2 separate regions of the Triticum aestivum genome follow, and region 1 is linked to region 2. The links are chromatin contacts, called in public Hi-C maps. All regions are on one chromosome and are shown on one strand. Each heading gives the region's core, a stretch centred on a gene start, on an enhancer-like site or on the middle of the called end of the contact. The rest is flanking DNA. Distances are from core to core; before and after follow the strand shown.

What was found. Hi-C and Micro-C count contacts between places; a contact is called where the count stands out from the background.
Region 1: a Hi-C map of leaf shows a contact between it and region 2, with 4 times the contacts expected there. The contact joins the promoter of LOC123086450 here to the promoter of LOC123086448 in region 2. A contact is called at or near these places in 3 of 5 Hi-C or Micro-C datasets (leaf and an unstated tissue).

What each region holds. Positions count from the first base shown.
Region 1 is chr4A:473,053,640-473,059,742 of IWGSC CS RefSeq v2.1, reverse strand. It overlaps LOC123086450 (root phototropism protein 2), which reads right to left and starts at 3,170. Exons shown (of 3, transcript XM_044508213.1): 1 at 2,883-3,170; 2 at 2,721-2,790; 3 at 771-2,602. The coding sequence starts at 3,097. The coding sequence ends at 1,004.
Region 2 is chr4A:472,880,755-472,886,737 of IWGSC CS RefSeq v2.1, reverse strand. LOC123086448 reads right to left here and starts at 4,263. Exons shown (of 1, transcript XM_044508212.1): 1 at 2,254-4,263. The coding sequence starts at 3,709. The coding sequence ends at 2,771.

The DNA.
Region 1 (6,103 bases), core at 1,921-4,420, 170 kb before region 2:
TTATATGCAGACTAAAAAAGACTAGTATCATATATTAGTCTCTTGAAATCACAATGAACTTTTCACTTCACTTTATTGGTCTAAAAGCATCTTCAGCCACGTATCTCTAATTTGATCCCTTAAACGCCTGCGGACGCGCCCGGTGAGTGACCGGGCGTGTCCTTTTTGAGCCCCTATTTGTCCATCCGTGCAACAACAATTCTTATTTTCTTCCTCATACGTCCGGTCATTTATGTCCGGTCACTTGCACGTGATTGATGAAGATGAAGAGAGAGAAATAAAAAAATGAATAAAGAAAGGGAAAAGATGGTCTGGGTGGGGTCGCGTCCTACATGGCAGAATGCCCCGACGCGTCCGCGAGCCCTCATATCCTCCCCATTTTTAGATGGATATGAGGGTTCGCGGACGCCCGAGCGTATAGAGATGATATGTGGGGTCCGGTTGGGTCATGTTTATCCTTCTGTCTCATGTCCGGTCACACATCCGCGGACGTAAGAGGGATGGTTTGAGGTGTCCGGTCACGCATCCGCGGACGTACGAGGGATGGTTTGAGGTGTCCGGCTGTACACGCGAGCTGGTCACAAAGGACTCTTAGCTAGGGGGTGACGAAGCAGCTGTCATTCAAGCCCATCAGAAAATTTACCACGTACTACAACCGAACTGAATCTTCCCTTTTCAGTTACAAGATCTGAACCATTTTACCCCTTTTGAAAGTTCATGTTAAATCCAGAGAGCTGGTCCCAAATTGCCAATCCACGGAGGAAGTATAGTTGAATTGAACACTTCTTCTTTCTACTAATATACAATGCCCAACATACATCATACAGTACATAGTAGATTAGTAGTACAATAGATGACACACACTAACTGAAAAAAAGGGAAGAATCATGAGAACTACGATCATGATCTTCCTCTACACGCACAGTACACACCAGTGATCATACGAATGAAATGAGACCGAATTACATGCACCTATCTCATCATGGATGATATATATTGAGTCTTAGCTTATGGAGGACCTCCTCCGCTTGGGCTTGACCACATTCATGGCGCCGCCCCTACTGTCACGGATGCTCGACGTGTCCTTGGACCACCCGCCGCCGGCCCTGAACGGGTTCAGCCGGCTCAGCGTGCGTGACATCGACCCGAAGAAGCTCGCTTTCTTCCCCGGCACTGTCGCCGTCGCCGCCGTCCTCGAGCCGCTCCCCTTGCTCTGCTGCACGCCGGACGACATGTGCGCCCGCATCCGGGCCAGCTCCGACCGCAGTGCCTCGTTCTCCCGCGCCAGCGCCGCGTCCGCCTTGGCCTGCATGCGCGCCGACCCGGCCTCCGACCGCGCATCGCTATCCTCGTCGTCGTGGCCGACGCCGGCGCTGCGGAGCTTGAGCTGGTCGTAGTAGAGTGCGCTGAGCACGGCCTGGAGCGGCAGGCGCTTGTTCTGGGACGCGTGGATGCGCGCCGTGTAGGAGAGCTTGAGGGTGTCCATGACGCTGCACACCTTCTCCCGCTCGATCTCGTCCAGCTTCGGGTGCGCCTTGAGGTAGATGTCCACGGCGCGGTAGAGGCAGTCGTGGGTGGCGCGGGCGTCCTTGGGCACAGCGCCGGCGACGCCCACGAACTTGGAGATCGGCAGGGACTCGTCCGTCGCGATCTCCGCCGCCACCTCGTCCACCATCTTGGCCACCTTCTGCAGCGCCCCTGCGCCCAGCGCCGCCGCTCCGGACAGCGACGCCCTCCTGTTCCGTCCGGCACCGGACTCGCGCTCCACAAACGCGGCGACCACACGCCGGAGCGATTCGGTGTTAATGACGCGCTCACCAGCGCCATCGAGTGCCAAGGCGAGCAGGTCGCCCGCTGTGGCCTGGTCGAGCACGGCCGCGAGGCGGAGCTCCAGGTCGCGGCACGTCTTGGCGGAGGCCTCGGAGGTGACGGCGTCGTGCAGGAGGCGGCAGAGGAACGCTGCGGGAAGGGGCGCGTCGTTCGCTGAAGGGAGCACGGCGACAACAGACTCGAGGAGGGCGCGGTGGTCGGAAGCTTTGCCGTCGGCCAGCAGGAGCTCCGCGTAGGCGGTGGCCGCGGCGACGAGCACCTCAGGACCGGCGCGTCGGCAGCGCAGCGCCGCAAAGACCCTGTGGAACGACGCTGGCGAGAGAGCTGCGAGCTCCGACGCCCACCACTCCGGCGGCGACCGCGTCGGGAAAAGCACCTCGTTGCAGATCCGCAGGGCCACGGCGTCGGCCGCGCGCCGGGCGACGCCGAGCTCCTCGGCGGCCACGAGGAGCGGGCCCTCACAGGACCGCAGCACGGCGATCGCGTTGAGCAGCGTCCGGAGACCCGCCTGCGCGAGGAACTCCTCAACGCGGCGCGCGAGGCCGCCGTCGGCCGGCTGCATGTCGAGGAACGCGGCGGCGCAGAGGAGGGGGGCGGCGTTGCGAGCGGATATCTCGAAGTTGGCGCCGTAGCAGTAGCGCGTGGCCTTCTCGAAGGCGTCGGCGCCGCCCGGCAGGCCGTCGAGCTCGATCTCGACGGTCGCCGCGGGGTCGGGGCGCGTGGCCATGGCGACGGCCTTGCGGATGTAGCCACACTTGGGCACCATCACCGCCTGCACGGGAAGCATTTAGTTGTGCCCACGTCAGACCATGATCACCGGCGACACTTTTTTCTTGTACACACGTGAGGAGGAGTTGGAGAGATCGACCGGGAGGTGGAAGACGACTAACCTTATGTAGAGGGAAGGCGGCGCCGGCGACCCGGACGATGAGGTCCGTTGGCACGTCCTGCGACGAAACCCTGCTCGAACCAATTCAAAGAAACGAGACATGAGCGTACGAGTGACATGGACGAGCAAGCAATTCGCACTGTGCAAAGACATGGTCACGTACCACTGGCTGGTCCTCTCCATGGAGCTGGATCTGGAAGAAGCTTGCATGGACAGCAAGGCACCGGAGAGCCGTACGTGTCTAGAGCTAGACGAAGGCGTGCGTTCGTGCAATCGAGCTCTGCCCCGGGAGGCAGCATCCAGAACACCACGGGATATATAGAGATTCCAAATAAATTCTCCGTCCAAGTATTTTCTTGTGATGGCGGAGGGCTCCATTTTTGCATGGCTGGTGTTAGGTCAGCGTGTCCATGACAGGTACGTGCATGTGTTTGGGGTTCGGGAATTTGATTGGATTGGATGGCGTCTTGGTTCTCGGCATCGGCATGCATGCGACTTGTGGCCAGTGTTCGCTGTGGCTCTGTTCCCTGGAAGGAGCGGCCCGGAGACAATCCGGACAAGTTGCTGCCCTCCGTCATGTTTGATGGCAACCTATGCATGTTCCGTAGTACTTTACACTGGTTATTTGATCAACACATTTGTGGGTGTAATCTACATCACGTGGTTAAATACTGGCTTTACATTTACAATCACACAATAGTTATTTGTAAAAGCGTGTTCTGAAGTCCTCCAAGCTTCCCAAACTTCAAAGATTCAGCTTCTCAACGTTGCTTCTAGAATCTAGCTTCACGAGTATCGGGCCTTCGGGGTGGCTTCTCACGAGAAGTTTTGGGAGTTGAGAGCTGGGGCATTGCCGAATAGGCCCTAAGTCGCCTACATTTGGAATTTGGGCCATTCGATTTTTTATTGAGTGAAGAAACTGTCGGGGGGGGGGGGGGGGGGGGGGGGAGGAAGAAGCTCGCCAGAGAAGCTCCCCCACTATCTATCTTAGGGGTGTTAGGGCGGTGCAGGTTTGCCGGAGAAAATGTTTCATGGCCGGGGTTAGAGGGATGGCTGGTGGGGGGCGGCAGCACGGCGGTGGGGGAAGGGCGGGGTGGCGAGGCTGGCTCGGGAGCATCGCCGACTGAGGGATGGTGGCGGCTCGGTGGTTCGAAGAAAGAAGACGATGGCTTGAGGTCGAAGACACTCATCTATACGTCTGTTTTTCATCGGATGGCTGAAACTAGTCAGCTGACCCAAATCACATTTTCAGTCGACTGGTTTCTAACTAGTCCCTTACAATCACATTGTTAGTAATGTTATGATATATATTTTTCATTTAAGCGAGCTACAAAAAGTGAACCCGGTGCGACAGGATGCACTCGGTCCACACAAACAAAAGCGTATCAAAGGAATACTATTTCTTAATATAGTACAGGTGTAAACACTTATATATGCGCACATACACTCATTTTTATGAATGGATGCGCACACTCTACTCTTGAGACCGAGTCAACACGTTATCTTGAGATTGATGAAGTCATTACAGACGGCTCGTAGTCGATGGATTTTTTTTCTCCCATTGAATGAACATCGCCGATAAACTTGCAATAAATCCAAGAAAAATGCGAGCACCGATGATCTATAATTTGCACTCTAATGGGCTGGTTCCACCACAGAAAATATAACCATCTGAGAGACAATCGGTTCGCGGCCAAAAAATAGTTAGAAAGGAAAGAACGGCCAAAGACGATGAAGAGCTCATCCGAAGGCCAAAATGCAGATTTTGGAAAGTGGATAAGACGAGAGCCAACTCAGCGAACCAGCTAAAACAGCCGTCGTGATCAGCTTCACCCTCCTCGCCATGGACTGCCCTTTTCATCCCTCAATTGTTGTCGCAGCATTCCAAGAATGCACATACGAACAGAACAAGTCACTGCCGAAGACGTTTCCTTCGCCTACCCAGACCCAGCAGTCCTTCGATACAAGCAACAGCTCGCCGTCGGCGTCCCTCCTCCACTAGCGGCGCTATGACGCTGGCCGAGACACCGACGGACGCCCCCGTACAAGCGGCGCTGCTTCTCCCGGCTGCGGAAGCCGTGGCCCGGGGATGGCCACGTCGGAGGATAGCGTTGGGGGGCCCGTGGAGATCCGGGGCGCCGTACGCTAGACCAGTGCGAGGCGGCCGCGTCAGGGAGAAGGTTCAGTGGTGGGGCCGGCGTATCCGGAGATCCCACGGGATAAGGCGCGAAAGTGGAAAGGGTTGGATTCAGCTGGAGCTTTCTCACCTCGCTGGTTTTCCTTTCAAGCTTCCTTTCTCTCGATTGTTTTTTCGAGAAACACCCCCATATATAGTATTAATCAATTTAAAAAGTGTTTTCCCTAAAAACATTTAAAAATGCTTACAATCGTTCATTACAGTATACGTCGCGCAGGGCGGAATACTATAAATAATAATGGGTCTGTTTAGGACACATTTATGTCACATCTAAGCTCATGTACACTCTGTTCGTGATCTATTTTTTTTGTCTTAGTTTTTTTTTTCTTGTTGCTGCATTATATATTTGTGGGAACTTAGATGTGACATCCTTAAAAAACATCTAGATGTGAATTAGTCAAACTGAATAATAAAACCGCTAGACATATTATCATAACCAAACTTAGCAATCTTATGAGCCGTCGTGTTTGACTGGCTATTGATCTTGAAGATCTTGAAATTATTTGCATGATGCTAAGCGCTTCCCTCTTAAAATCAATAAAAGAGGACCTGTTAAGAATATCATTTGCAAGATAGGAAACCACAAAGAAGCTATTAGATTCTACAATTATAGATTTATTGAGACTGATACCGATATAGAGCCTGACAAGGCACACACAAAACTCCGCTTCATCAATACACATGCCTAGCCTAATAAAATCTCTAAAAGAAATGATGACTTAGCCGTATGATCTCTAGCAGTAACCCTCACGCTGGCAGCACTCATGTTCTCCACAAAGCAGGCATCAACATTGATCTTAATGACCTCAGACGAAAGAGGTTGCCAAGTCCCTAAATTCCTCGTTGAAATATTAACAGCCTCCTAGACATCCCTTCTACCTTTCTTGATCATATCCAATTGTTTACTGGAATAGCAGGCTGTGTATGAGTATGATATTCGTGCATGTATATTGTCTTTTGTATATTAGGCCCACCTCTCTAGTTTGTTGTATAGATTGAGGTAGAGACCCTACCTTATATTTATATATACCGTGCACATTGCACCAAATTAATACATCGTGCAATTCATACATCCAATATGGTATCAACTTTTTAGGTTTTCCTCTCGCTTCCGCCGCCGCCACGCGACCTCTCCGCGCTGCCGCCGCCACCATTACCCAGCCGCCTCGCTCCGCTGCTTTTCCTCT
Region 2 (5,983 bases), core at 3,014-5,513:
AAGCACAACATCTGCCCACCAACAACCAACCAAACAGAAACAAACATTCCAAAAAGTTCCCTTGATACAAGTACCATCGCGTGATAATCAGCTGTCTCATCTGCTGTCCTGATGCTACTCCTACTACAGGCAATGGCGGCACTACTAATGTGATTTTTCCTCTTAACACCGAGTCTAACAATGGAAAATCCAAGAAGAGTGAGTTAGCTTAATAACCCTCCACTCCAGTAAGTGGTCGTAGTAGTAGTAGTAAAGTAGTACAGCAAAGGGAGGGTCAGTACATACTACAGTAAACAAACCAACAAAACAAAACCGAACAAACAAACACACTGCCTGTGGCTGGCGATGAAACAAATGTATGAGCTGTCCTATGCAGTGGGCTGGTGCAGGTGACAGCGAAGATTCCCGTGCACAATGCCAGTGTTTGCGCCACCAGCTTCCAAAGCTGCCGACCACACCACACCAGGGGCCAACCTCCCGGCCCCATTCTTCAGTACGTACATCCTTGTTGGAGACCCCATTTGAAACTTACGAACCTCACATGGAATGATTCGAGTTTCCGGGCCAAAATCTCACACATTGGTAAGGAAACAGCAAGGCAATTTCCTGGGAAAATCGGGCCAAATTTCCGGGTTCTTAGCTGGCCTTGGCCCCGGCCCTCTCCGAGACATGGATGCTGTCGCTTTGGGTTCTGGGTTGTACAGCCACAGCCAAAGAGAAAGGCATGGCCTCGCAACAAGGGCAACAAAGCCCCAGAACATTCTGCCATCATCTGCGTGAGCGAGCGAGTGGCCTGGCTTGTGCTTGTTTCTTGCCTCTATTCCATTCGTTTCAGCTGGCTGGCATAAGTTGGCAGGATCTGCAAGGATCAGGGTGCCGCTCACATGCGTGCAGGACTAACCCTGTATAGTACAAAATTGATTACATTTGCCTCTAAGTGCAGGCAAGTGCTACCAGCTTAGCACCATCATTATACTACTCAGGGTTGCTTCTGCAGAACACTTCAGCACCACTCACCACTACAGAAAGGATATGTTTATATCTCGTCTGGAAAATTTTCAACGCTCAACTTCAGCACCGTATTCTTAAAAAAATAGTACAGAATGTGGGTATCTAGTTTGAAATTTTCATGTGACAGAAACATTTGACCACTAAAACATGATCAGCAAAGTGACGGCTATTCTAAGCCTCCTAGTGCTTATTTGATACTGCAACATGGAAATGATCAGCTTATACCATATCCAGCATGGAAATGATCGGATGAACGTGCACCCATGACTGACAGCAAAGAACAATGCTGCCTAAAGGAGCACAGCATGCTCCAAAAGGTTGGACCAGAGGCAGGCTGTCGAATTATAGATTGCTCATGACCTCCACCCAAGGGGATTTTGTGACAAGTATCTCCACCTGAGTTTCGACTTTCGGTCAAGTGCCTTTGTTAAATTACCTTGTCGATTGTTAAAGTGCGAGAAACAGAGGACAGACCCATGGCCAGCCTAAGTAAAGGTGATGAGCAATACTAAAGACAGGACTTATGCAACGAACTTGAAACTAAATTATTCTAATGTAAATGCACCTTGCTTTCGCCGTCCATCATCCAATGCCTCGCGAACAACACTATGCTGGAAAAATAATACCCTAAAGTGCTAACTAACTTTGAAACAGCAGACTGACCCAAAATTATACCAACAAATATAATTCTCTCATTTTTGTTAGCAGAGAATTATCAAATCATCTGCTCTATCTTCATTTTGATGTTTGATCACACTTACACCAATTAAACATTCTTTTGCTATTTTATAAAGCTGCATTCAAGCCATTCTTACCCAACTCAGCATGAAAGAAACTAAAATTGTTAATGACAAACAATAACAATGACACCCTTGTAAGTTCAAGAGTTTAGTATTACTTTGGAAAAAAAATCATAAGGTTCGATCATCAAGAAAGTACAGCTAGAAATGCGTACATCTCTAAGAAGACAAAGGAAAATTTTCATTGCAGACAGACTGAATGTTAAATCACAAGGTTCGATCATCAATCAGGTACAACTAGAAATGCGAAAATTTCTCAGAAGACAGAGGAAAGTTCTCATTGCACACAGACTGCATGTTAATTCTTAAATCACAAGGTTGGATCATCAAGAAGGTACAGACAGAAATGAGAACCTTTCTGAGAAGAAAAAAGGAAGGTTCTCACTGCATACAGACTGCATGTTTAAAACAAGCAACAATGAAATCTAAATAAGCAGATTAGTTACCAAACCAAACTAAATGAGTAAACATTTACATTGTATTAAACATTTGTCCAAACAGGAGAAGCTAAAAGGCACCAAAATGGAATTGAGTTGGAACCTGTATGAATTTCACTGGAACAGCACAATGGCATGTGCAATGAATATTACCTCAGCCTTATTGCCAGGCCCATTTTCCTTCTGAATACAACAATGAAAAAATAATCGAAGGATTCCAAATCTGGCATGACAAATATCTCTTCTCCATTGCTTGCTTGCAGATGAACCCAACAAGGAACATGGCGACTATGAACATCAACAGCAACCATTGCAGAACAATTCAAGTCCTAATAAGAACCGCCAAAAGAATTTGCTACCCGCAAGGAGCAGCGGCTGAACCCTAAACCTAGCAATTCACAGCACCCTCACTGACATGGAATGCGTTCTGCCTCAACTGACCGGTGGACAATTCCACATCTCAGGGCATCATCATAGAGCATTGCTGCTGTTGCCTGAATTCTGCAGAACACCAAAGATCAACTACACAACATACTCGCTCTCAATCACAGGTTTTGTTCGCGTTCCCAACGCTACAGGCGCTTGCGACCGCCCAACCTGCGCCATGCGCAAAGTCTCCCCGACCTCCGCATTTCGTTCCATCACCTCCATCTTCTTTTCCCTTTTATATCTGACGAAACATACCAGAAGCAAAGCCAACAGACCCAATGCAATGACGCCCCCAACAACGCCGACAGCAATCTTCCATGCGTCCGAACTACCCTTATCACGACCACCATTAGTCGGTATCGGTGGGGCAATTGCGCCTGAAGGCCCTGGAGCAGGAGCAACCTCACTGGAGTTCACCACTATGGAGAAGTGCCCTCGGCGATACGTTGCACACACGTTGTTTGCCTCCAAGCCCCGGAACTGTGGCACGCCATCCAGATCAAACCAGACACACTGCGGCGCTGGACTGCCTGGGGGCACCGCCCTCACATTGCTGAAACTCACAGAAATGGGGCTCCCTGACGCGACGATGCTCAGCTCGGACAACCCCGCTGCTGACAAGTTGGCAGCGTCGTAGACCAGCAGGCCGAGAATGGGCGAGAGGTAGGTGTAGCCGGGGAGCGGGTAGTACTTCTCCGACAGCTCGCCCAAATTGTGGTACACGAGCACCACCCTCTCCACGTACGGCTGCACGATGACGCCAGGGGGGATGCTGAACTCGAAATAGTCGGAGAAGCCTTTCCTCCGCAGGCTGCCGCTGCGCAGGCGGAGCCCGGACACCGCGACGCCGGCGAGGTCCGCGGGCACGGTGCCGTTGTAGACAATGCCGGTGTGCGGCCGGACGAAGGCCCGGTACGCGTAGCCCTGCAGCATTGCGTCCAGGGCCCTCGCCGGAGACGGCGACTGCGCCGCCGCCGGAGAAGAGCCCAAGAAGAGCAGCTGGAGGAGGCAGGCGCAGATCAAGAAACCCATCCCGGCACGCCTCCGCCGCGAGCGAGGATCCAAGAAGGGGACCGCCGGAGCCGAGCAAGAGTCAGGTCAGGATCCCCTCCTCATCCGCATACGACGAGGGCCTCCGAAACGAGGACGAGATTCGGAGCGGGGGAGGACGGGCATGCGCGGCCCGGAGGCCGGCGGCAGGCGAGCTAGCAGATCCAAGGAAGCAGCCGGGCTGAGCAGAGCAGCCGCAATGGCGAGGCAAGTTATGCGCGCGTCCGGAGTCCAAACAGGTGGCAGGCAATTTCGGCAAGAAACCAGGGAGGCGGCCGGGAAAGGAAGGGAGCAAAGGAAGGATTGGATGGCGAGAATCGGGAGGAGGGGAGCAGGGGCGGCGGGATCAATCCGGGCCGGGGACGCCGGAGTCCACAGAAATCCGCGCGCGGCTGCCCCCACGGGCGGGTGATTGCGACGGCGGGGGTTTGGGGATTCGGCAGCGGGGGTTGGGGTGGAGAGAGAGTGAGGTGAAGGAGAGAGATTTTAGGGAGAGAGAGAGACAGGAAGGAAGGAGAGAGGTTTTAATGGGGACGCATTTTCTCAGGGGCTCGGATGGAAATAAATCCCCCCCTGGTTTTTTCCCGCAATAAAATACGCGGGCTCACAGTTGGCACGTCCGCCCCGGCGGAGTTACCGCTCTGCCCCTGGACAGCTGGGCTTCTGCTCGCTGGAGAGTGGGGTCCAGCCGTGAGGGGTTCGTTTGTGTACGGGAGATCGGAGGGGGGCTTTTCTGTAAGAATGGCGGTGCTGCTGACTGACCTGTGGGGCCGGGCGTGCCGGCTCGGGCGGCCGGCGGAGAACGCCTTTGCTCCCAACGTTTGGATGCTCCTGTCCTGAGAGAGATGATTTGCGAGGTGGTGCGGTCTTTTTGTAAAGCCCTATGTTTGTAGGTCGCTGAGGTGTGGGACCGAGCTGAAGCCCACCGGCAGTGAGCGTGATTGCTAGACTTTTGTCGAGTCCTTTGCCAACGACTGGATTCCAGACCTGGTTATCATCGTTCTATAACGGTATTAACGGGTCTACTGGCGCAACAATGGAATGGATAAATTTCATAAAATCACAATATACTCTCCGGCCATTAGATTTTTTTTACGGAAAACTTTTAATCTATTTGTCTTCAATCATGACACCACAACGAACATCACAAATAATAAAAATTGCATTCAGATCCGTACACCGACTAGCAACAACTACAAGCACTGAATTGAGCCGAAAGCGTGCCACTTTCATCGCCCCTCCCTCACCAGAGCCAGGTCACAACTTATTATAGTAAACAGTCGAAAAATCGTCGTGCTCAGGCCACATAAGACCAACACACCAGAATATCAACCGTCGTCGATGAAGAGAAGCGTAGATCGAAATGATCTGACCTGAAGACACACGAACAAAGACAAACGAAGACCGGGTCCGAGACGATCCACCAAAGACAACCATCGACTGAATCCCGCGAGATCCGCCGCAGACACACCTCCACACACCCTCTGACGATGCTAGACGCACCACCGGGATGGGGGCTAGGCAGGGAGAACCTTATTTCATCTTCGAGTCACCGCCATCTCTTCCTGAACAAGATAGAAACCCTAACAAAACTTGAAGAAGCATCTAAAAATGGAGCCTCCCCCCAACAAGGATCAGGATTCACCGCGCACCCATGACTCTAAGGCCATAGGAGACGTGGTAGATCGGCGGCCCCGCCGGCGGGAGGCATAAACACTAGTTGCCTTTCCTTGGGAGGAGAGACCTCCGACCATCAGATTTCCTGGATAGAGACGATGTTGAGGATGTGATGGCATAGGATTGCCGTGCAGGGACGGTTCGCGGCGTCGAAGAAGATGGATGGGGCGAGGCGGGATTGCCGGCTTCGTCGCGGTGGCGACAGACGACCCATGCTATAATTGTTCAAGGGTCTTTTGTAAAGTTCATCGATGAGAGATGGAATCTAATATTACCACATCTATATTTCGATCGAAAAAGGCAGAGCAAGTGTTCTCTTTGAACCGACGAACTTTTGGACAAATTCTCTTTACAAAAAACTTCTATGAGTAAATTTCACCTCAACTGAGATGTTGTGTTCTACTCCATGTTATTATTCACAAACTGACAAAGATGGCCCCATATGTCACAACGATGTCATACCTGGCTAGGTAGACAAGTCAAGCTGTGTTTACTAAGGACGCATTCAATATGATGCACAACCCCTAGCCATACATGTTCATTGATACATTTTTATATAATTCATATTGAATTGGTGAA